Regions from separate parts of the Mus musculus genome. Here all the other regions are linked to region 4. Evidence: chromatin contacts called from public HiCAR-type and promoter capture Hi-C data. All regions are on one chromosome and are shown on one strand. The core of a region is the stretch at or near the end of the contact, and the rest is flanking DNA. Distances in the headings are between cores, read along the strand shown. Region 1 holds the start of Gbp5 (guanylate binding protein 5). Region 2 holds the start of 9530052C20Rik (RIKEN cDNA 9530052C20 gene). Region 3 holds the start of Gbp7 (guanylate binding protein 7). Region 4 holds the start of Odf2l (outer dense fiber of sperm tails 2-like). Region 5 holds the start of Kyat3 (kynurenine aminotransferase 3). Region 6 holds the start of Gbp3 (guanylate binding protein 3). Region 7 holds the start of Gbp2 (guanylate binding protein 2).

Region 1 (3,431 bases), core at 53-2,552, 2.6 Mb after region 4:
AATATGCATTTATATCAGTAGAGGGTTGGGCTAGAGATATTGGCTCAGTGACTAAGAGCACTTGAGGCTCTTGTAGACCTGGATTTTGTTCCCTTAACCCATACCAGGTGGCTCACAACTACCTATAACACCAGTCCTGGGGGACTAAAATACACTCAGGCACACACATAAATAAAATAATTATAAAAAAAAAGAAGAGAAGAGAAGAGAAGAGAAGAGAAGAGAAGAGAAGAGAAGAGAAGAGAAGAGAAGAGAAGAGAAGAGAAGAAGAGAAATGTTCACACAAGGGGAGGACTGTAGGGAAGAAGGTCACCAAGAAATCTGAAAGTACTGAAAGGTGCTGGAGATGAACTTCTGGTGTTTGCTCAGTTTTTGCGTTTATATTCTTATCTGTTCTTTAAGTATGATATGCATGAGGCACGGGACACAGCAAGAAGTCAAAAGAGTTCCCAGGAGCGATCCGCATAGCCAGACCATACCGGCCAAATAGGTCATTTTTTGATTCGTCAACATATAAAGGTAGAGACAATATTGTAGCAGAGACAGAATCCAACACAAATGGGGTTTAAAAGTGAGTGACTGCCCAGGAAAAGCAAACACGGAACCTTTAAGAGATGGCAGTGCAGCGAAAATGCTCACTGCTGTCAGCAAACCTCTTCCTGTGTGCCTTGGAGTTCTCTCTCTCTCTCTCTCTCTCTCTCTCTCTCTCTCTCTCTCTCTCTCTCTCTCTCTCTCTCGCAGCTCTGGCTGTGAATTTGTCCCAAGCTCCAATGAGGACAAGCATCGGCCCACATATAGAGCCTTGCTGTCTGGGAATTCACTTCCCGACAATGGGAGCGCTGGTTAGAGCCCCAGTCTCAGACCTTTTACTGCGCAGCTCATGCTCTGCTATATTGTTCATGCAAACAGTATGGTTGCCTGCTATTCTGGAGGTGATTCTGTTCTAAACAGCAACTAGGGATGCCAAGAAGTTAGAACAAGCGGAGATAAACAGTTGGAAGTCATTTCTACCTTTCAGTTTAATCTCTTCACACTCTGCCCTCTCATTAACAGGAAACAATAACGGCACTGAATAAACACTCGGACTGCTGGACAAGGAATTCTGCTTCTCTGAGAACACTGCTGTTTAATCTCTAATGGGGCTGAGCCAGCATCCAGGCTAGGATGCATCCCATCCTGGATAAAGTAGTCTAAAAAATAATTCCTAACAGTCTCTTCCCACCCCTGCTCCAGGTCTTACCTTAAGAAAAACTGAAGAGCGGGAGCAGGGGCCAGTAAGAACACTGCTTCAAACGGGACTCTGCAAGAGGACAAACTCGTTGCACCCTTATTTATCTGTGCTTGGTTCTGAGAAATAACGGCCAGCCCTGGGAATTTCCTTTCCTCTCCCAGAGAGCTGGGAGAGAACTTGATTATGAAACGCAAGAACAGGAATCTGCAAAAGGGTTCTCTAAACTGAAATTGAAACTACACAAGTTCAGACTGTATAGTTGAAGGGGATTTTCAAAAGCAGAAGGCTTGAATGTCACTGAACTAATTTCCCAGAAGTTGCCCACAATCTGAAAGAGAACGTTGACATCGTTTGTCATTGTTTCAAGCGCTGTTTATTTTATTCCTTTGAACGAGGGTGATAATTTTTATGGTTTTGAATCACAATTGTTTTGAAGGGAAACCTCACGTACTATTTGAAGACTCATTTCTTACAATTGTCTCTGCATCCACTTAGGATAAAAGTTGTTTTCATTGGTAGTAGGTTAAACAAGGAACTCAGGGTGTCATGTTGTGGACTCTTGAATCCCATATATAAAAGAAATAAAGAACAGAATTAGGAAAACTGAGGATAACTTTTTTGGAGTTGGAGAGAGGAAAAAATTAGCAGAGCAGACAAACCGTACAGGAAACCAGAAAGGAGAGATTGCAAAGGAAAAGAAAGCTAATCACGCTTGCTGGGTTAGAGACTGCACCAGCAAGCTGACTCAGTCACAGAAAGGCTGTAAGCAGCTGCTTTAATCTTATACTGTTTGGTGCCGTTTGGAACATCTGCTGATGATGTGACCCAAGTCCGATTCTTCTGAGCAAAACTCAAGCCACTGAGTGGGTTAAACTAATTTTTTAAAATAGGTCAATAAAATAGCTATGCTTTACCAAGAAGAAATAGCCTTCCCTTAACGGAGCTTCAAGAAAGATCTTCTATCTCACTTGTCTAGAATTCAAGCCAAAATAATATGTTAACAAGTCCTGGAGATGACGCTGTCACTACTGGGACAAGGAAACTCAGGAAATGTCTGGTCATATGTAGCCAATAAAGATCAGTTATATAGAAGCTGAATGTTGTACATGGATATTTGCGGACTTTGTTCTGACGCTCTCTGGAGTCTAACTCTCCTAAAAGGAAGCATACTCGCTTTAGACTGCACTTGCCTGTAAGCTTGACAGAAATAGCATTTGACTTTATGGTGGGTACCGCCTATACTGGTGACTTTGGGTAAAATAACCTAACCGTTATCACAATAACAACTGTATTGATCCATGCGCATTGGATGGCCTTCCACTCCAGTGTCTTCTTTGGTTCGTTGGTTGGTTGGTTGGTTGGTTTTGTTTTTATTATATCAGTTTTTCAAAAAATATTGTTTTTTCTGTGGGATTCCTTTACCAGACTTCCTTTCCATGGACTCGATCACTTCTCCAGACAGGCTAATCTCTGACTGACTTGAGCATGCAGCCTCGGAGTACCTGGCCTCAGAAGGAAAGGCACGTGGATGACTGGTCTCATTTTCCTGTGTCTTGAGTTGAATGCAGAGGCAGACTCAGAAGCTGTCAGACCTGAGTGCAGGCTGATTTCTAGAGCACTAGGCCTGTCTCTGTCCCCATGAGTGTGGTCATGGGCTGGGGGACAGTGACTCAACTTGAGACACAGTTGGTAGAGCACTGCATGGAACCAGTACTTCCATACAGAAGACTCCAAAACTTACATTGCGAGTGAGCGCAGGGTTCCACTGACACTCTGGAAGGCAGCTTCTTCTTAAGATCTTCACTGTCCCCTCTGAGGGACCCCATGGGCTCTTGGTCCTTGGCTTTCCCCCCTTTGCCTTGCTACACTCCCCCCTTTGCCCTATTCTACCACCCTTCTTTGCCTTCCTGTGCTTTGCAGAGCAAGAAAACACTCTCTAGTAAGACTTTGGTGTCATTTTACCGCTGTTTACATTTCTTCCAGTATTTATAATCTTCTGTCACCCTTCCCATGTGCCTACAGGTATGTTTATCAGGAATTGTTGGGTCATGTTTTTAAAATAAGGAGCTAGTGCTTTTGTCTTTCTATGCTGCCTTTGCAGCAGCTATTCCAGGTCAGGCAGTGGGATGCTGCATGACAATAGCAATCATTGAAAATAGTACCCTGACTTTGGAAGCCCCGTGGAGGACAGGGGTACAGC
Region 2 (3,279 bases), core at 252-2,751, 2.2 Mb after region 4:
CTGCTGCCTCCCAATTGCTGGGATTCAAGGAGTGTACCATCACACCTGGCATTGCACAAATACTTCTTAATAGTTAGCCACTTGTTATGTATATATGAAGTTTCTCATCTCTTTCCTGGAGAAAAGTAAATTATAAAAAAAGAAAAAGAAAAACATATCAATAGGAATCTAGTGACCCACTTTAAATGGTAAGTTTTGTTGTGTATACTTTACAGTAAAAATCATACTACCACTTTGTACCTACCATTTAAAATTGTAATAGTGTTTTTGGACACAACACTGCTTCCTCAAGAGGACTCCCCACTTACTTGTTATAGACTCTTTCTTAAGACTACTCATAACTCCAGGGCCTAACTCTCTCTGTTAGTTACTAGGGAAGGTAATCATATAACTTGGCTTCTCCCAATGTTGTTAGTTCCTTGTTGCTTCCTTGATTAATAAGCCTCCATTTTAATAGCAGGAGTTAAAAATGTTACTCACACTATAGTAAGTATGAAGACAAAGTAATGTGTCTCAGATTTACAGCTCTGCCATTCTTGAAGCAACGGTTAATTACAAGCCAATTCCAGCTCTAGCAAAGTATTTCACACTCTGCAGTATGATGAAACTGGATGCGTGTTTACAAATATTTCACTTAAGCTATAAGCAGTTTCTAGAGTGAAACAGTATTCCTAAGACGACACTTGGCGAAGTAACAGTGTTCATCCATTAAACGCATTCTAAAGTTGATTATGTAACTTAATAATTAAGGCACTTGTTGCTTTTATCATTTTCAGCCCAGGCAATTCATTAAACATATAAATAGTAAAACTTTTGAAGTACAGAACGGAAAAGTTTTGCCAGTATATTGTGAGCCGGAGTCACAGAACTCTAGATTTTCAATGATTTCTGACTTCAATGATTTCTGAGACTCTTGGAGAAAAATCTGCAGGAGCCTGCATCAATGTCCCATGAAAGGTAAAGTGCTTCTCAGACTTGTAGCTACCCACCTGAAACCTGCCATACTCACCTAAATAGCCATCACCACTTTGTCCACATTGCTTTGAACCAGCTATATTAGATGCACTTAATCTTCAGAACCCCAAGGGAAGCGTTTACCGAGAGTGTCCACTCATTGATTAGACAAAAAAAGTATCTGTTGATACTTGTGATACATAAGTGTTACTTGTAGAAGTCCATTTTCCCACAAGTTACACTATGTTACTAAGTAGACTGTGCTACTAAGTAGCTAATTCCGATAGGCTGCTAAGTAGCTAGTTAAGGCTCACTACTAAGTAGACTCTGCAACTAAGTAGTTAGTTCTCATTTATACCTCCCCAAGTAAAGTCGGCTTTGGCTCCTTCCCGACGCTGATTCTGCCTCATCTCTTTCCATTAAACTTACGTTGAAAAAAAAAAAATCAACAAATGAGCTAAGTCAGCTTTGAGCTCAGTAGTTTTCTAGTCCCAACCACAGAGTTCAGGGTAGCGCTCGAGGAAAAGGCAGCCCGTGGGGACTGCTCGGAGCAGAGGCTGGCGCCCTGACCACGCCCACTTCTCCCAAGGGCCTCTTCCGCCCGGGTTTGGCTCGCGGTGCACCTTACTGGTGGCGACGTCGCGCGAGCCAAAGGCGAGAGGTGGACACGCTTCGGCAGGTGGGGGAGGGAGGAAGCGACAGCTCGGGGTGGGCGGGCGGGAGGGCGCGGCTCCCCAGCAGGGAGGGCCGAAGCGAGGCTCAATCTGCGGCCGGCCGGAGGCCAGACCTAGCGTTCGCGCAGAGCCGTTAAGCGCAGCCGCGGTGGGTGTGGTCTGCTCGCTCGACTTCCCGCCTCCCGGCGACGCGAGCCCGGGGCCTTTCGCCTCCCTGTCATCCGGGCCCGCCCAGAGTCCGCCCCGCCCCGCGCGCCTGGCCCTGGGGTCCCCGCCAACCCTCCTTGGCTTCCCAGAGCCCGCCCAGCAGGGGGCGGGGCCCCGCGGCAGTCACGTGCGCCGGCAGCCGCCAAGCGCGGCCGCTTTTGCGACGCGGTGACAGCCAAATGGTGCGACAGGAGGAGCTGCCGCCGCGGCCGCTGCGCCCCGCACCGAGAGCTCCGAGTCGGCTCCCGGCGTCGCCCTGAGGGAGCGGCTGAGGGAACAGAGTCCGGCGGGCGGCGGCGGGCGGCGAGGGGAGCCGCGCCGCGAGGGCCCTCGCTCCCCGCCGCTCTCCATGAGCCGCGCCTGCAAGCCGGGCCGCGCCTCCATGACTCCCTAGCTGCCGCTTTCTCTCCGGTCCTCGCCCCCCGCCCGGCTCTCCCGTCCCGCCTTCTCCCTCGGCCGCGCCGCTGGGCGCCTTCAGGTGCGGAGGCCCGAGCGGAGCGCCATGGCGTCCAACCCCGACCGGGGGGAGATCCTCCTCACCGAGCTGCAGGTAAGGGCCGCGGCCCTGCGGGAGCGCCGCCCGGGGAACCCGGGAGGGGAAGGCGGCCGCGGGGTCGGGGTCGGGGACGCTGCGCGGCGCGGCGCGCCCCTGGCCCGCTAGGTGTGGAAACTCGCGGGGTGTCAGGCCGGAGCCGCCTCTCCGCCCCGGGACCCGGTCTCCCGCGCGCGCTCTCGGAGGCCACCGGGCGGCGGGACCCCGTCCCCGCGGGCGGGGCCGCTTACTCGCTCGGGTCCCCTCCGGGTGTCACCGCCCCGCCCTCCCCCCAGCCCCGCTCCCTAACTCCTTTGAATGACTCCCAGGCTGTGGGCGGTTCCCTCCCTTTCCCCTCCGACCGCACAAAGAGCGCCCCCCGAACTTGAGCCCCCGAGGGCTCGCTCCGAAGTGATGGCCTTGCGCTGCCAGCCGCCTTCAGGTGACCGCGAGCCCGTAGCGTGATCTGCGGGCCGCGTCTCTCTCCCAACTTTTCCTTTTGAACTCCGTGAGAGAGAGAGAGGTGGTCCCTCGGATGGCTCTCCCTGCTCACATCCGGAAGTTCAAATATTGATGCTTCCCCCCCCCCCCCACCGCCCCAGACTTTCATTTTCCCTCCGGTTTGGACACAAGAGAGAGAGAGAGAGAGAGAGAGAGAGAGAGAGAGCGCTACAGAAGTTGTTTACAAACCAGAGAACTGTTCATTAAGTGAAAACGTTAGGCAGCACATGTCCGCAGAAGATAACAAAATAGATGGCGTAATTAGTGTAGTCGGTGTCGAAGCAATATTATTCTTTCCTATTCCCAGCTAAATAAAGTAAGCCACGATTTTTGTTTTGAGATCTCTATGGAGTAGGAGACTTTAAGTTTATCCTGTTGGTTACTTTTTCATTACTTTGGAGTATTCAAGAG
Region 3 (3,367 bases), core at 109-2,608, 2.6 Mb after region 4:
TGGGCAAATCTCTGATGGTGCATTCTCTCTTAAAACAACCATAAGTATTGAAGGCTATTGTGCCTCCTTTTCACTTGTCTTGGAGGTCATGCACACATGCTAAATGAATGCTCAGGAAGACTATAAACTGCCCAGTGGATCAGGGAATAAACACCAGATCCTATTACCAAAACTTCCCTGATAGAACCAACTTCCGCAATTCACCTTTTCTACACTGATAAATATCCTAATTGGGAAATACCAACTCTCAATTGATTAGTGGCATGTCATGATATAATGTATAAGGGGCACTCTGGGTGCTGTTTGTCCTCTGGTGGCATCTTAAAAACTGTAGGTGTTTCTTTACTTAGCATCAATTTAGAGTAGGTGTCGAATGGGAAACGTAAGCTCACCTTAATTCTGTGAAAGACAACAGTACCTTAATGACCAGTTCTATCTATATTAGGAAAATATTGATAGGCATGTTATTTCTCTTCTCTCTGCTCTCGTGCAGGTCTGGGTTACTGTCCCAACTAAGAAGCTTAAAATTCACAGTAAATAAGTAGAACTACATAGCTGCGATTGGTCATGTAAATTATCCATGGTCTCCAAAGGTGGCTCGAGCCACAGGGAAGACAGTAAAAAACTGCCTCCTCCGGAGATTTTTCACAAGCTCCAAAACTGGTCTGAAACCTTAGATGGACGACTTTGAAACAGTTCACAATACATGAAGGGGTTCAGGCTTTCCTGCTGTTTCTAACTTTTGACTGAGTACCCCATTGCAGAGCGCGAGAGTGCACTGGTAGCACAGCGGTGCACGGGGCGGGCGCAATTGGAAATTCTGTCTGACTCAACAAGGGAAGGCTATGTTTTCTGTTTCTTCAAGCCGAGCTGAGCTCACAGCGGCGGGAGTACCTGAGGACTATGGTAGATGAGGATTCTGGGGTTATGCCCTCTTACTTGGAAACAATGCAGGGGAATGGGTAGCCTGCGGGAGTGGGTAGCCCTGGGCTGATATTCCCGTAGGAACCGCTCACCACCCCACCCCATCCCCCACCATGCCTGGCTGTGGTGGCTGCTCGAGAGTGGTCGCACTTCCCACACTGAGCAACGCTGTCCACCCACCCTGAGGCCACCAAGCCGTCTCTGATCGCGGTCGTCCACCCTCCGGTGTCATCTTGCACCAAATGTGGAGTTTATGGCCTGGGACCTCGGGACCTCCCTGAAGCTCCTTAGGAGATGTGTACATTGGGTATGGAGTCTCAGGGAACTCACCAGCCTGCACCGGATTCTCTGCTACCTGGATTCAGCACCTTTAGGCTTGCTGCTGCGCCCGCCCCGATTCCTCCTGAAAGCTCTCTATTCTTAAACTCCAGAGTGAAACCGGATATTGCCTGCACTTAGTTGTGGGGATGGAGAACTGAAACTGAAACTGCACACACAGGCTTGTGCTGACTTTCTGAGAAGCTTCTGCTTTTCCTGGAAAGAAAACGGAATCTGTGGGGAACAAGTCCATAGTCTTCCCTGCCAGATGGGCGGCGGATGAAAACAAGTCGCTGATTCTCTAAATACTGACTTCTATTGGGAAATACAGAATGCTGCAACAGAAATGTGCCAGCTCCTGCCACTGGCTTATTCCAAGAGGTTGACACCAACGAGACGTTTTTACCTTAAAAAACGCGCAACTCGTGCATGATAGTAATACTGTACATATTAAAAAGGTAATGGGTTGTTTCTGTGCATTGGATACCTCATGTGATATATGATGCAGACTGGGTTAACATAGCTATCTCTTCAAACTGTTAACACTTCTTTTTTGAGATGTATGCCACAGTCACCATCATTTATCTTGCTGTGCAGCAGCACATATGAAAGTCTGGCTTCTCCCTTTTTCATGTCCCCTACGGGTTAGCTTGCTATGCCTTCTACTATATGGAGGTTTTTTTTTTTTTTGTTTTTTTTTTTTTTTTTGGCAAAACCGAAATGAATTACAACAGGTGTTTTGGGAAAGAAAGAAAAAAAGCTTTGTCTTAAGTGACTGTCCAGATGTCTGGTAACATACAACAGACTAAGCTGTCATCTTTGTTTGGTTAAATGTCTTGGTGCATTTTAAATTCACAAATATTCATGTCAGGGTGATTCTGTGATTGGAATGTAACCTCGTGTTGTGTTAAGGAACATCTACATACAGACCAGACTAGTGAAGTATCCATGTCTGATGCTTTCTTACAGGCCCCTCGGAATCATCTTTCTGAGCTAGGGAGGAGGTGGGGCTTGGTCAGGCCTGAGAACCATCATGTAGTGTGTCCTCAGGTTATCCTTCAGGTGGGAACATCAATTTGATTCCCATCTGTTAGTTTGACTGAGGTAAATTTCTCCCATAGAACAAAGTTAAGTGTGAACTCTGTGGAATAGCAGTTGTCAGACTCAAGGCTAGGACACGAATGCACTTCATTGCAGTAACGCTGGATGAACTAGGCATGTCTGGAGTCAGGGCACGGGGCAGACACTTAAGTGTTAAAGCTTTCACAACCCTCTCTTTTATGTTGCTTTTTAAAAGACATAATGGATCTATTTCAGATGGACCTGCTGTGAGGATTTGTATATGCTCAGCCTAGAAAGTGGCACTATTAGAAGGTGTGGCCCTGTTCAAGTAGGTGTGGCCTTTTTGGAGTGGGTGTGTCACTTTGGGTGTGGGCTTTAAGACCCTCATCCTATCTCCCTGGAAGTCAGTATTCTGCTAGCAGCCTTCAGATGAAGATGTAGAATTCTCAGCTCTGCCTGTACCATGCCTGCCTAGATGCTACCATACTCCCACCTTCATGATAGTGGACTGAACATCTGAACCTGCAAGCCAGCCCCATTTAAATGTTGTCCTTTATAAGAGTTGCGTTGGTCATGGTGTCTGTTCACAGTAACAAAACCCTAACTAAGACACCTGGAGCACAATGAGACCTCCCTGAAATCATCAGGAATAATGACCCAACATGTGGGAAATGCTGTAATAATGGGAGTTCAAGGATAGACTCGAGATGGATCTGAAACTCCAATGAACCATATGCCTTTGCCGTTGCCTCTGGGTACATGCATTTGGGTAATTCCACACTTCCCTTCCGCACTGTCGGGCACTTCCCAGGCCTCAGCCAGACTTGACCATGAGCTCCAGCACTTTCTCTTGCTTTTCTTAGGTGGTTTTCTTTACAGCCACCTCTATTTTCTCCTTTGTTTGGTCAATGCACCTTTTTAGTGGCCATGGATTACTACTGTCTCTCTTCTGTTCTTAGCCATTTCTTTGAGTGTCTCCCTCATGACCCACTTGGCACTGTGCAGACGCTGTGGAGAAAGGGAAGAAAGCAGACGGCCTGGGCTATTTTCTCTTGAGCCATGG
Region 4 (3,327 bases), core at 806-3,305:
ATGGAAAAAAAAAAGTGAAACTTAGAAATAGATAAGCAAAAATGACCAAAGCAGGAAAACAGATTTCTAAATAAAAGCTATCAAAATGATTGGGTGTGAGTGAGGGAACAGGGTGACATTTATGATTCAGAGAGGTTAATTGAATAAGAATCTGTGGCTTCTGGTCAGCTGGGGCTGAAGAGTCAACAGGAAACCAGCAGCACTGAAACAAAATCTTTGCTTTACAATGGATGCTGGTTGGCCTGAGCTGCAAAAGTAGTTATAATTAATAAGTGACCAGCACTGCTGAGGTGAACTCTTCTGGGAAGCGGTGGTTCAGGGAGGCCAAGGCTGTACCTTAAGTGGTAGCTAAACTTAGTAATGTGTTAGGAGTTTTCCACATGGCTCTGGTTTTCAAGGAGTAAAGGGACCACGGAGAGCAGCTGAGGGTTGACACCGTATGACAGGACTGGAGACCAGCATAGAGGTCAGAAAGCCACCGATGACAGAGCAGCCCCCCATCGTAGTGCAGGCCTCAGGACTGAAGAGGCAATGAATACAAACCGAGGCTTGGAATGATTAGGCAAGGGTTTCTAAGGAAAGCCCAGGAGATGTTATTGGAGAAATGCAGTGGATACACAAGGATTGCAAGTGTCACGGAAAGAAACTGAGGACTGGTACAATGAAAGGACAGAAGAGGCCACTGGTTAAAGATCCCAGGATACTGCAGATGTTAGGACCACGGATGACCATCAAGGACAGCAACAGGGGTGGTTTAGAGTCACGGTGACACACTGAGCAAGAAGTAGAATCCCTGGACTCATCTTACTTTATCCCACCTTTAAACTTAGATGCCATCTGGCCCACTCTGCGGGGCAGCTCAGCAATCTTCACGTTTTTTCCACTTTCTCCTTTTTAAAGTAATTATCCTGAATTAACCAACCTACCTTAAATTTACTTACAAGCCTGAGTTGATCAGAACTGATTTTACAGAACAACCTTGAAGACCTATCTGTTCTTTGTAGAAAGTCATTGCTGAAGCAGTCATAAATGGAGAACTACTAAACCAGAGGGTGGGGGTTGGGGGCATCAGTGGCCTGCAACGGATCGTTTCTATACTCATCCTGACTCCCATTTGTCTGTATGGAGTTAACAAAAGTGACGAATAAATGAGGCTATCTGCTCAGATCTTGAGACGCTCGAAAAGCAAAGACTAAAACTATTAATATACACCAGTTGTAGAATTAGCAGAAAACAGCAATAATAATACTTTGCTATTAAAAATTACAAATATGGCCGGTCTCACCATTAATCAAAGGTATGAAGTAAAGCTTACAAACAGGCACGATTTCTACAGTTTGATCCTTTACCTAAACCAGAGGCACTCGTACCCTCAAACATTTGACACCCTTGTAAGCCATGGCGTGACAGAGAAACTTGGTCTTTAGGGTCACCAATAGCAGCCACCGTTAGGTTAAGGTTACTCAACTGACATATTCAGTGCCAGAGACAGGGGACATGACTCGGGGTACGTCAAGAACTGGACTGGCATCGGGTGAGCTCAAGATTAGGAAAACACTATGTCGGAAACACCCCCAAACCCGGACCCTCGCTCTGCAGGGACCCTATCCCCCGCTAACTTCTCCCCGGCGCCCCGAGACCACACCGCGGGAAGCAGGGGCACAATGTCCGCTTTCCTCTGGGTGACAGTGAGGACCTGAGCACCAAACACATACTGTTCAGGAGGGGTGGGCACCACGGGTTTCACTTCCGGGTGCCTAGGGTCACGCGCGGCCCGCCCTCAGAGCCCACCCCAGACTCGCGCCCGCCCGCCCGTCCGCCCGTCGCCCTGACGTCATCCCCCGCCGCCGCCACTACCTACAATGGCCGGAGGCCTCTCTGAGGCCTGCCCGGCCCTGGGTCACTGCAGCAGGCGGAGAGTGCAGAGAGAGTAGGAGGCCAGAGGGAAGGGCAGGGAGCGCGGGGAGAGAAGCTGACGAGTCACCAGAACAGGCAGCGGCGGCCTGAGCGCGTCCACCTTGGAGCTCAACGTTGCTAGTAACCGGCCTGCGGTTTCTGTGGAAACGGACGCCCCGCCCTCATCGGCCCGCTCCGACGCAGCTAATTGGTCGGGAGCTCTAGAGCGCGAGCGCCGTTCCTGCTGTGATTGGAGGGAGTGAGGGGGCGTGGCCGGCGGGGGGTTGTCTCTGCTCTGGTTTCTCTAGTGAGATTTTTCAAAAGCTTTAGCTTTGAGAAAAGGCGTAGCTTTTGTGCGTCGCTGACCGAAAATCTCAACCGCTCTCATCCTAGCAGGGAAGGAAGGTCCGTTCCGAGTCTCTTGACACTGGATCGAAAAATGACTTCCCTGCTTTTGCCCTTTTTTGTAGCTAGGATTTGAAAAAACCCAAGACAGAAAAACCTTTCCAGTGTATGGCATTATCCCCCACAGGAGTTTTTCTTCTTTAAAAACATAGTCAGCAGGTTCTCCAAAATGTCGTTCAAGTCCTCCTAAGTCCTTAGATAAAGCTGCTGTGCTTTCTAAACTGCTGAACCGGCCAAATGAGATCTTGGTAGGACCTAGTAGTGGTTTTTTGTTTGTTTATTTTGTTTTGTTTTGTTTTCCTTATGAGATTTTGGGAGTTTTGTCATTGTTCTTGGAATGTTTTCATGCACCTCCCAGGTGTAGTAGATAGGAGTGAGTTTACGTCCGAGTTTTTGTACAACTGGCTATTATCCATTTATTTGCCTCTATGGGAAACAAACAAACAAACATGTTTTTGCCGCGTGCACCTTGTCCTTCTTATATACTCAAGTGACCTTTCTTAGCACTCAGGGTATACACTGTCTGATGCTCTGAATAAAGTTGGCTATTGCATGCGGCGTTAGTCTGCCTCGTTCCTCCGCTCCACTCCCTCAGGTTCCACCACAGGAAGAGATATAAAAATGAACAGCATATCGAAGCAGCGCATACTTCTAGTAGATAGAGTAAAATGGTAGCTATGGGAAATGTCAGCTAGGAGCTGAACTGTCGGCCCTTCAGTATGGCTAGTACAAGCTCTTCAGAGCCAGATGCTGTGCTTCTTAGGGAGTTTCCATAGGGAGCTGTTCGCCTAGGTGAGGAAAATGAAAATACATGTTTATGAAATATTCTATAAGAAAGTCATAAATAGCAAGTTTGTTTATAATAGCTAAAAATGGCAAGTAGATTGAATGTTTACCAGCAGGAAAATTGATTACATATTCAATACAATGGAATGATATTCCACAGTCAAAAACAACAAGCCACTTCAATATGCACCTTCTGCATAAGTAGCTTGAAGCTCTTCTCTCTGTTGCCTGGGACATTCA
Region 5 (3,134 bases), core at 432-2,931, 2.4 Mb after region 4:
TATATACATTCAAATGTCATGAAATTAGAAGAAAAAAAAAAGTTGTTGGCTTTTGGTTTCTCCTTAAGCTCAAGGGTCTGTGAAGAAAACCAGAGATATGTGAGTCAGGGTGACCCAGGCAATCTAATCATGGCATAGGGTATATCAAATATGAAACCCATGTTAGATACACACGGATCAACAGAAAACTAAAACTACCATTTTATCATCTCTAGGGTGGACTGATTCAGAACTGGAAGACCGTGGGCAACCTAGAGGTTAAAAGTTGAAGGAAAAACGCAAATCTCAAAGGTAGGCAAAGCATTCACAACTCAGTTTAAACATGGTTAAAGTTTAGTGCTCTGAATTTACCACTCAAACTACCAAGTTACAAATCTGACCCATAGGAGGTATACAGACATAAAGAATAGTTGTGTTAGCAATCTGAAAACGTCAGGAACCTTCAGGTTACCTAAAAGCTCAAGAAAGATTTATCAGAGACAGCCTCTTGATAAATAACACTGCTCCCTTTATTTTCACCACATGCCATACCTGTTAGCCGGGTTCTAGAGTGTTTATAAAGTTCGCTAATTGCAACAGAGCGAGGTGAACAGGGTTCTAGCTTTCAAAGTACAGAGGCATTCAAGGCCATATGAAGAGGTGAAGCATGAATAAAAAACACAGTCAAGTTTATCAGCATAAGTGTTAAGAGGCATTATCAGCATAAGAGTTAAGAGGCACCATTCAAAACGGGCTTTAAGGCCGCGTGAAAGTGAGATTCTCTCACAAGGGAAGCGGTATGGTCACCTGATGCCGAAATTAGGGTACCGCACACAGGCAAAAGTTGAACAGATTTACAGGCTGGCTGGCTGCAGCCCTGAGCAAGCTTCCCGTGTGCCACCTACCTACCCAGCAGCCCATAGGTGGAACACTGAATGGAGGTGCTTAGGGGCGAGCGGCTCAGATCTACAAGAATGCTTGACCTTCAGACACCACCAATTAAGACTGCTTTTGTCTTTTGCAAAGCTCCGAAAAGATAATCTCAAGCTTCTGGTTTAACTGCTTTTCCAACCCTGAACTTTCGCCTTATCTGGGCTAGGGAGGTAGCTCAGTTAGTAGGGATGAAGCTCTGGGTTCCAACCTAGGCACCGAATAAAACCAGCAGCGGTGGCGCACACCTCTAATCTTAGCACTGGGTGTGTGGGTCGGGTGTGTGGGAGTGGAGATAGGAGGATTAAAAAGTTCCTTTGCCACAAAACTACTTCCAGAAGAAGAGACTGTCTCAAGAAACAAACACAAACATCTTTCACGGATGAACTGAAGTCAGTATTGCCCTTGCAAAGGTGCGTTCTAAACACCCAGACTACACAATCAAGAGTAAAAGGGACAAGGGTGGACTTTTCTCCAAAGAAAAGCCTGTCAACCCCAAGATAAATCCCACAGTCTCCGCTGTGGTCCGACCATGTGCCTAGTACGGGCGCTTCTCCTGCCCGCCGACCTCCCTTTGGCTCCCGGCTCCGCAAACTCTGTATGCCCCGGGCCGAGTCACCGCTCACTACGTCCCGCCCGCTTACATCGTTCTCCTGGTTCCAATGCGTCCCTGGCCTTAGTCCGGAGGTCGCTAGGTGTCGCCGGGGTTCCTGGCGGAATGCACTCGGGGATCCAGAAGCAGAGTGCAGCAGGAACCCTCCTGATTGTAGAGGAGGCGGGGTGGAGGCGGTTCGTGGCTCTGACCAGGGATTGGCTCCGGTATCAGGGCTAAGGCTACAGATTGGTTACGGATTTCTCCAATCGTGGCGCGCCCTGTGAGAGTGCACAAGAAGCTCCCAGGCTAGGGGACAGGGCGTGGCCTTGGCTGAGTATCCAGGAAAAAGTGGAAGTGTGCGACTGTTTGGAGCAGAACTGTTTTTAAATCTCCGCTGCGTGGATTCGAAGCAGGTTCTAGGAGAAAGACTTGAAAATGCTTGAGAGGCCGGCCTGTGTAGTTGTCTATGTGTTCCCTCTGATGGGGAGAGAGGAGGGAGAGGGAATCTTTCCTTCGGAACTGTAAAGTGATGCAGGACCTAAAAGGCGGAGGAAGTGACACTGAAGCGGGAGGACAAGCTGTTAAGAGCACAGCTTGGGGGTTAGATTTTCTTCCTCTTGCGTTTAAAGGAGTCGAGGTGTTGTAGTTCACGAGAGCGGCTGAACGCTGTACTCACGCCTGTAGGAAGGAACAAAAGCGGATTTGGTTGGATGCACTGACCTTGCCACAGTGAGCCAAGCGCTTCTGTATTTTGTTACGAACATTAAAGGTGCTCATTGTAAGCAAGGGCACAGGCAGGCTGCTGAACTGACCGACCCATGGTGGGAAGAAGATGTTTACCTAAGATATAGGAGAGAGAGAATAACTAGAGGATTTGGGGAAAGTCCAAAGCAGTTATGGGAAGAGAGCAGAGAGGCAGACTGGCAAGGGCTGTCTCTCCAGAGCAGAGGGAATAGCAGGAAAAACCTTGCGAGTTATAAAGAAAAACCGGTGGCTGCAGCTTCAGGTGTGTGTGTGTGTGTGTGTGTGTGTGTGTGTGTGTGTGTGTGTGTTTGTCCTGTGAATTGGAACAGCCTGGAAGTTTAGAATAGAAGGGGAGGAGGGCTTGAGAGCTCTGTGGCTTTGGTAGGCACTTTGTATCTTAATAGGCAAGTGGATTTTCCTGGCAGACAGAAGGTTTCAGAGGTCCTTAAGGATGAGGGTGAACTTTTGTCTCTCCCTGAAATTCTACAGTGGAGCTTGAGGTGAGGCAAGCCTTCATTTTGAACCCAGTCAGCGGGTCTGTCCATATTCGGGATTCTTGGAGTTTTCCCCTTTGGACCTAAAACTCATGACGATCTGGAATGGCTTTATCTGCAGTCGGTGTTCTGTTGATATTGCTGAGGTTGAATTGGGGAACATCGCAGTTCGTTCTCAAGGTTTTTGAGGCTAAGTGGCTGCTCGGTGTCCCTTTCCTTTCTCTCTCTTCTCCTTTTCACATACAACCATTACAGTAAGCTGCTAGTTTCTTATTTCAAAACACAGGGTATGTTTCATGACCACTGTGTTCCTAGTTTCTGATATAATTACACTGCCCACATGGTGGACTGCTGCCTTTACCGTTTCTTTGACTTGTGGTTTCCTTGCTCAT
Region 6 (3,343 bases), core at 25-2,524, 2.6 Mb after region 4:
TCTGTATGTTTCTAAAGTGGGAAATGAACTCAGCCTTCCCAAACCTGTTACAGTATTTCTCATAGAATATATCACGATTCTTCTTTGAACTATGAAAAGTATTCTCCGGCTTCTTAAAAAATAACATGAGAAAGCCAACAACACTGATGTCTGAGACTGAGAGCACTCGGGTTTTGCAGCGGGTGAGGCAAAAACGCACGTGGCAAAGTTGCAAAGTGGGTAGAAAGGTTTCCTGGCATTCTGAGAGAATTTGAAGTCTGTTTCAGTATGAGAAGTTTGCCGGGTGTGTGTTGGGCACTGCCTTAGGTGGCTGTTATCAAAGAATAAACTAAATGAGTGCAATTTCCTACCTTGGTGAGCCTCTGTTCAAATGGGAGAGAAAACGAAGCAGAAAATGAACACACACACACACACACACACACACACACACACACACACACGTGCCCGTGCGCCCACACACGCCTTAGAATAAAGTAAGTATAGAGCGAGGTAGGGACATTGGAGGTTGAATTCAGATAAATAAAACAGGGACTGACTCCAGCAAAATAAGATAAAATGAAGCCTCTTAGTGACACCTTTGAGGACAGATGTCTGCTATCAAGAAAACATTGCGGACACAAGGAAGCAAACTGGGGGAAGCTACCCTACAAGAGGCTGCAGTACTACTGAGTTTGGCTCCTGGGTACCAGGCTCTCACCACCAAGGATGGGCCTTGGTCATTGTCTCCCAAGCCAGAGGGGTTATTGAATGAAGACCCAAGAAAAGCAGTACATGCACGCTTGGCCCGCCAGGTGGCGCTCTGCAAATGGCCACAAGACCCTGTGAGGTCTGCAGCTTGCACTGGCTTGCCCACCAGGGTGAGTCTGCCACCCCAGAATGGAGATGTCCTGGCAATTTCGCCGGCAGCGTCTGTTGAGAGAAACACATGTGGTTACTCACCCAGGCACTGGCTCTGTAACAGGGACAGTCCTCAGCCAACTTAGTTCTTTCCCTGAGCTTCCTACTGCTCCAGGCTCCTTGGAGCAGCCACTGTTAGAAGTGGCAAAGTAACAGCCGCCCAAACACAAATTGAGATAAAAGGAACTGAAATCGAAACCATGCTCCTTGCTTGATGACTCAGTCAGTCGTTGAGGGCTTGAACAAAATAACAGAATTTGTGACCTCAGCTGAGCTGAGGAATTTCCCAGATCCCCCCGAACTTTCTGCAGTTATCACCCCGCCACATCTTGCAGATTGAGACTTTTTTTCTTTCCTACAGTGTGTTCCATCACCGATGCAAAAAAAAAAAAAAAAAAAAGGAGAAAACAGAATCACACTTGGCACACAAGTCTGTCTGTAGTACTCACCAGGGAACACTACTAATCAATGATTGTCATTGCGTTTTCTGGGTCCCCTGCCCTCTTGGATTTAGACTGCAGTCTAAATCAGCAGTGTGGCCTCCTCCTTTCCCTCCACACATTTCAGAGGAAATGCTCCCTCAGATGCAGCAGGAGAAAATAGCAGTCATTATACAACCTGAACTCAGGCTGTGAATTCGAGCCAAAGGCGACGACTGGACTTCCCCCCAGCAGAAAAGCCCTTTCTCCTCCCTTTCTTGTGTTTTCCAGGGATCTGGGAAATAGAAACTGAAACTGTGTCCTGACATGAACCAGCTTTGTTTAGGGAGTCAAAGATGATTGCTCAAGCCCTGGGTATCCTAGCCTTTTTGTTAAAGGAAAACAAGTCCCCAGTTTCCTTAAAGTGCATATCTGCTGTCAGCTCCCTGTTAGAGTCTTTAACCAAAGTGTTATAAAGATGGTGAACTATAGAGATGGCCACTGTTTACAGTGCAGCTTGCTTGGCAAGAACAATGCATGATTCAGTCAGGTCTGTCAGTAGAGCTAACAACTCTGGGCTGTTCCTTCTCTACTCTGACTGACAGGAAGTTCCCAGTATGCTTTGCCTGTCTTTCTGGGGATGTCTCAAACTACTCTCTTTCTTTGTTTGCCATTTGTCCAACACAAGTGTTCATTCCTAATCTACAAATCCAAACTTCCAAATCCTCCCAATACTGATTTTTTTTTGAGTTCTGACATAAAATCACAAGTAAAAAAAATCTGTTCTATAAAAGTTTCCTGCTTTCATGAATTATTTAAAATATTGTCTATGTGAACTGGCCATGGAAGTGGAGGCAGGGGAACCATTCTGAGCTATATATTAAGCTTGAGGCTAGCCTGGGCTACATGAAAATTTTGTCTCAAAATATATATACAATATGTGGGACGGGGTTCATGTATGCTAAGTTGGCTGTGCTCAGACTACTTCATGTACTTCATGTATAGACTACTTTCAAATAATTCATGCAAAAAGCAAACTTTCAACATTAAAAACAAGACATAGACAGACTGACTTTTCAGTTAATAGAGTTCCAGGTGAGCTACAACAGATATGCTTTTATTATTAACTGCTACAAGTTATCATTAACTATCCTTTAAGGCTGGTTAGGTTGAAGTCCTTATATAATACATATGAGTATCAATTTGTGCTTTATTCCTTCCTTGATCATAAGAAAAAACTATATCTCCCTACTGGACCGACAAGTGAGTGAAAGGTACAGAGTTACCCATGGCATTCATATTCTCACTAGTCCAGCTATTCCATCCTTACATCCCACAGTGAGAAACAGAAGGGTCATATACAAATTGCTCCATTCAACTGATTACACAAGGACATGGGGAGGGGAGTTAAGAGAGTAGCAGAGGCAGAGAAAGGCATAGAGAAGGAAAGAGTAGAGAAGTAGAAGCTGGCCACCAGTCAGAAAGGCTAAGATCAAAAATTCAGGTGACTGCAGATGCTGGCAAGGATGTGGAGAAAGGGGAACACTCCTCCATTGCTGGTGGGATTGCAAGGTTGTACAACCACTCTGGAAATCAGTCTGGCGGTTCCTCAGAAAATTGGACATAGTACTACCAGAACATCCAGCAATACCTCTCCTGGGCATATACCCAGAATATTCTCCAACTTGTAATAAGGACACATGTTCCACTATGTTCATAGCAGCCTTATTTATAATAGCCAGAAGCTGGAAAGAACCCTAATGTCCCTCAACAGAGGAATGGATACAGAAAATGTGGTACATTTACACAATGGAGTACTACTCAGAAATTAAAAACAACTAATTTATGAAATTCTTAGGCAAATGGATGGATCTGGAGGATATCATCCTGAGTGAGGTAACCCAATCACAAAAGAACACACATGATATGCACTCACTGAAAAGCAGATATTAGCCCAGAAACTTGGAATACCCAAGATACAATTTGTAAAACACATGAAACTCAAGAAGAAAGAAGACCAAAGTGTG
Region 7 (3,619 bases), core at 963-3,462, 2.5 Mb after region 4:
GAGGTTCCATCTCACCCCACTGAGAATAATCCTGCACTAAGAAAACAATAAAAAGTGCTTCTAAGGGTGTAGAAATGAAAGAGTTATGAGTTATGAATTGCAGCTAAGAATGTTAACTGCTGACTGGGCGGTGGTGGCGCACGCCTTTAAACCCAGCACTTGGGAGGCAGAGGCAGGCAGATTTCTGAGTTTGTGGCCAGCCTGGTCTACAAAGTGAGTTCCAGGACAGCCAGGGCTATACAGAGAAACCCTGTCCTGAAAAACCAAAACAAACAAACAAACAAACAAACAAACAAACGAATGTTAACTGCTGTGGCCACAGGATGGAGGTTCCTCAAAAACAACTAGAACTACCAAATGACCAAATACTGCTTCCGTGTGTGTGTGTGTGTGTGTGTGTGTGTGTGTGTATGTAGATATAGGTGTATATACATATAGTATTGTGATACATATCGTATTGTGTAGGTACAGATGTGTGTGTATAATACATATGTATATATAGATATATATGTATAAATATAGATGTGTATATCTGTGTATGAATATATATATGTATATATATATATTTTTAAAGCAGCCTTTAGAAAGACACTCAGCACATACAACTTCACTATACTTCATGTAGTTTCATCATTACTTTCAGCATCTATTAACAATTCAAGTTTATAAATTAACCACTTTAGCATTTGCTTACAGAGGACTGTCTACTCTTATCATACTGCATATTTATTAATGGGGGCTCAACAGCCAGTATTGTTCCTACTTGCATTCATTCATTCATTCATTCATTCATTCAGTTGCATCAGTATGGACTGCTAAGTACTTATTATTTCATTCCGTGTAACTTAGGACTTTGTGACCATTCCTTAGTTTGTTGCCTGGCTTGTTCCCCGTGTTCACTGAGGCTCCCTCAGCTGGATCCCGTGCTTGGCTGGTAGACTTCCATGACATTCCCAGTGCTGTGGTACTCTCTACCAGCACAGTCTTCCAGACACAGCTCATAGTTTTCCTATGTTACCCTAGAGAATTCCTCCCAAAGGTTTGGTTTCTTTCAGTTCACAGTGGTATTTATGCCACAAATATCACATGGACTATATGCATTGCTTTAAGGTGAACCAGTATCTTCTGGAACATGATATAGTTTTTGAACTCATGAAGTCACAGCAGCTGTGGCTGCCTATAGAAAACCTGCATAAAGGCGGGTGGTTAGTGGCACATGCCTTCAATCCAGCACTTGGGAAGCAAAGGCACATGGATCTCTGAGTTTGAAGACAGCCTGGTTTACACAGTGAGTTTCAGGACAGCCAGGGCTACACAGACACACTATTTTGAAAACAAAACAAAAGAAAAAAGAAAAAATGCATAAATCAAAATTCTACCATAGGTTGGTGAGAGTCCCGGGAAGCCCAGAGCATAACTGAGATGATAATGGCAGTTAATGGCTGCTACAGACTCCAGGGTTGGTTTTCTTCAGTAAATGGCCCCTGTTAAGTTACCTGAATTCCACTAGGTGGCCTTATGCCCACGTTTGAATGAGCTGCAGTGACTTGATTAAATGAGGACATGAAACTGAGTGAGGGGTGGGTGGGAGGAGATGGAGGAAAGAGTAGGGAATATACACAATCAAAAACACATGACATATATGATGTTCTCAAGGAATAAATAATGTGTGTGTATTCAAAATAGTATACACAAAGATATTGTAGCTCAATAGATTTTTCAATGGGGGAAACTGTCTCTTTTTATGAATTCCAAGCAGCCTAACTTATTTAGGTAGACACTGGCAACAAGTTCAGGAACTTTGTCTGAGTATCATTAAATAGTAAGAATGATATAAAATGGTACCGAGAAAGCAATATGAACCTCAACACACTTATGCTCTCAGTGTGAAGTCTTCTTTCCCAGAGTTTAATTAATTTGCCCTAGTAGGGACAGGGACATCTAGGGTAAAGTCTGCCTCTGTCACCTAGCCCTGGGCCACACACATCTGTGCTGGTTTCAGCCTCCTCTGGTTAGGGTAAACCAGCAGTCTGCTAAACAGTTTTCCACCCCTGCCTCTGTCTTACCTGAAGAGAAATCCTTTAGAGAAGAAGAAGAAGCAGCTTTTCAATGCTGGTCAGCTTTGCCTCTGAGGCTGGCTGCAGAGTGCTCTGTCCTCTCTCACAGGCACTGTGACATAGACCCTGTAGTAACCCGGGAAGTTCCAGATTTTTGCCAGAGAACTTGTGAGGAGTTCGCTCTTTATTTATGCTTAAGACAGTGAAAGTGAAACTAAAAGAGTTCCTAACTGGGGTGGGGTTGGAGGGATGACTCAACCAGCACTGCAGGAATGAGGGGTTTGCTCATGGGAGGAGGGTCTCAGGACTTCTCAGGTAGAGATTGATAAATGGTGCCATTTCTTGTGGGTGTTTCAAAATGTAGGGTGAAAAGGGTGTGGTTTTGAAATCATTCTCTTATGTTTCAGTCCTTTTTTGTCCATTAGTGTTTGTTTTGTGAAGTTGCCAGCCCCACTGTGTTACACAAAGTTAGCAAGCAATTGTGCAATTCAGAAGTGGACATGAATCGTTTAAAAATCATTTCTCTGTACTGTGAAAGAATAAAAATAGAACGAAAAAGGTGAGAATTTGGAGGGACAAGGAGAGAGAAAGGAAGGAGAAAGATGGGGGAGACAAAGAGAGGGAAGGAGGGAGGAAGAAAAATTACTGAAAGTGAAAGTGAATCTGAGTTCCTTTAAACATGTCAAATGCTGGGAAATCAGCTAGCTTGTTTGTTAGTTTGTTCATTTGTCTTTTGGACTAGAATAATCGCTATTAACATTATGTACAATCCCACAACAATTTTAGCACCACTTAAATATTTTCAATCATGTAGACATGTAGAATTTAAGAGTAAGCAAAAGGGATTTCTTTCTTTTCTTTCCTTTTTTTTTTGTTTTTTGTTTTTTGTTTTTGTTTCTAAGCTTAAAGGGGTGGAGTTTCCAGTCATTTGTAGTATGTTTCCTTAGAAACAAGTGAGTCAGAGTCCTGACCCTAAACCATTGAGTGCAAATAACATCTCTCAGAGGCTGAGGGAAGCCACTGTCAAAACTGAGACTGACATCTGTGAGTCTCTGAGCTAAGGCTGGGAATGACCATGGAGTTGACAAGCCACTGGCACTGTGGCTGTGAGAAGTGTCCCAAACTGTGCTTTGAAGTTCTGAAGATGTCTAATTAATCCTCATGCTGATTTACCCACGGACTAGTACTTAAAATCTTCCAGGGACTTAACACAAATCAGACAATAGGTCAGACTTTGAATACAAGTGTTGAATTCTTCTTCAAGCACACATGATACAAGCATGCACTGAAAAGTATACTACAGAAACACTATACCATCCACTGTTATGCTATAAGTTAATGTACCACTAGAAGTATTTTTTAAAGCCCTGGGTTTAATGCCACTACCAGAAAATAATTATACAGAAAGTATCTTTGTGTTTCTGTATTCCACAAGAGTACTAAGCCCCGTGACTGTGACATTTCCTCTGTGTGGTACTACTGTTATTCTGAATGTTCAGTTGCAGAGCTGAACCCCTCATCATTGGGTGCCTGTGTGACAGCTAAGAGTCTTCTAATGACCT

What was found. Promoter capture Hi-C pulls out the DNA fragments that hold promoters and counts their contacts. HiCAR-type assays count read pairs that join an accessible place to other places.
Region 1: a promoter capture Hi-C map of pre-B cells shows a contact between it and region 4, with 7 times the contacts expected there. The contact joins the promoter of Gbp5 here to the promoter of Odf2l in region 4. A contact is called at or near these places in 2 of 39 promoter capture datasets (liver and pre-B cells) and 1 of 9 other capture datasets (liver).
Region 2: a contact with region 4 is called in a HiCAR-type map of astrocytes, with 5 times the contacts expected there. The contact joins the promoter of 9530052C20Rik here to the promoter of Odf2l in region 4. A contact is called at or near these places in 3 of 39 promoter capture datasets (hippocampal neurons, liver and pre-B cells), 2 of 484 Hi-C or Micro-C datasets (CD4 T cells and muscle stem cells), 1 of 115 datasets of contacts at active chromatin or transcription factors (astrocytes) and 1 of 9 other capture datasets (liver).
Region 3: a promoter capture Hi-C map of pre-B cells shows a contact between it and region 4, with 3 times the contacts expected there. The contact joins the promoter of Gbp7 here to the promoter of Odf2l in region 4. A contact is called at or near these places in 3 of 39 promoter capture datasets (the C10 cell line, liver and pre-B cells).
Region 5: a promoter capture Hi-C map of pre-B cells shows a contact between it and region 4, with 11 times the contacts expected there. The contact joins the promoter of Kyat3 here to the promoter of Odf2l in region 4. A contact is called at or near these places in 5 of 39 promoter capture datasets (embryonic stem cells, hippocampal neurons, liver and 1 more) and 2 of 9 other capture datasets (adipose tissue and liver).
Region 6: a contact with region 4 is called in a promoter capture Hi-C map of pre-B cells, with 2.9 times the contacts expected there. The contact joins the promoter of Gbp3 here to the promoter of Odf2l in region 4. A contact is called at or near these places in 1 of 39 promoter capture datasets (pre-B cells) and 1 of 9 other capture datasets (liver).
Region 7: a promoter capture Hi-C map of pre-B cells shows a contact between it and region 4, with 8 times the contacts expected there. The contact joins the promoter of Gbp2 here to the promoter of Odf2l in region 4. A contact is called at or near these places in 3 of 39 promoter capture datasets (the C10 cell line, liver and pre-B cells) and 2 of 9 other capture datasets (adipose tissue and liver).

The regions. Positions count from the first base shown.
Region 1 is chr3:142,494,805-142,498,235 of GRCm38.p6, reverse strand. It overlaps Gbp5 (guanylate binding protein 5), which reads right to left and starts at 1,302. Exons shown (of 11, transcript NM_153564.2): 1 at 1,241-1,302.
Region 2 is chr3:142,880,717-142,883,995 of GRCm38.p6, reverse strand. It overlaps 9530052C20Rik (RIKEN cDNA 9530052C20 gene), which reads right to left and starts at 1,501. Exons shown (of 2, transcript NR_152127.1): 1 at 1,010-1,501. Pkn2 (protein kinase N2) reads left to right here and starts at 1,992. Exons shown (of 22, transcript NM_178654.4): 1 at 1,992-2,385. The coding sequence starts at 2,338.
Region 3 is chr3:142,528,327-142,531,693 of GRCm38.p6, reverse strand. Gbp7 (guanylate binding protein 7) reads right to left here and starts at 1,358. Exons shown (of 11, transcript NM_001083312.2): 1 at 1,255-1,358.
Region 4 is chr3:145,117,317-145,120,643 of GRCm38.p6, reverse strand. It overlaps Odf2l (outer dense fiber of sperm tails 2-like), which reads right to left and starts at 2,055. Exons shown (of 17, transcript NM_001162538.1): 1 at 1,862-2,055. It overlaps Gm40163 (a long non-coding RNA gene), which reads left to right and starts at 2,231. Exons shown (of 2, transcript XR_867692.2): 1 at 2,231-2,301.
Region 5 is chr3:142,699,595-142,702,728 of GRCm38.p6, reverse strand. It overlaps Kyat3 (kynurenine aminotransferase 3), which reads right to left and starts at 1,681. Exons shown (of 14, transcript NM_001293560.1): 1 at 1,554-1,681.
Region 6 is chr3:142,558,287-142,561,629 of GRCm38.p6, reverse strand. Gbp3 (guanylate binding protein 3) reads right to left here and starts at 1,274. Exons shown (of 11, transcript NM_001289493.2): 1 at 940-1,274.
Region 7 is chr3:142,619,256-142,622,874 of GRCm38.p6, reverse strand. It overlaps Gbp2 (guanylate binding protein 2), which reads right to left and starts at 2,212. Exons shown (of 11, transcript NM_010260.1): 1 at 2,067-2,212.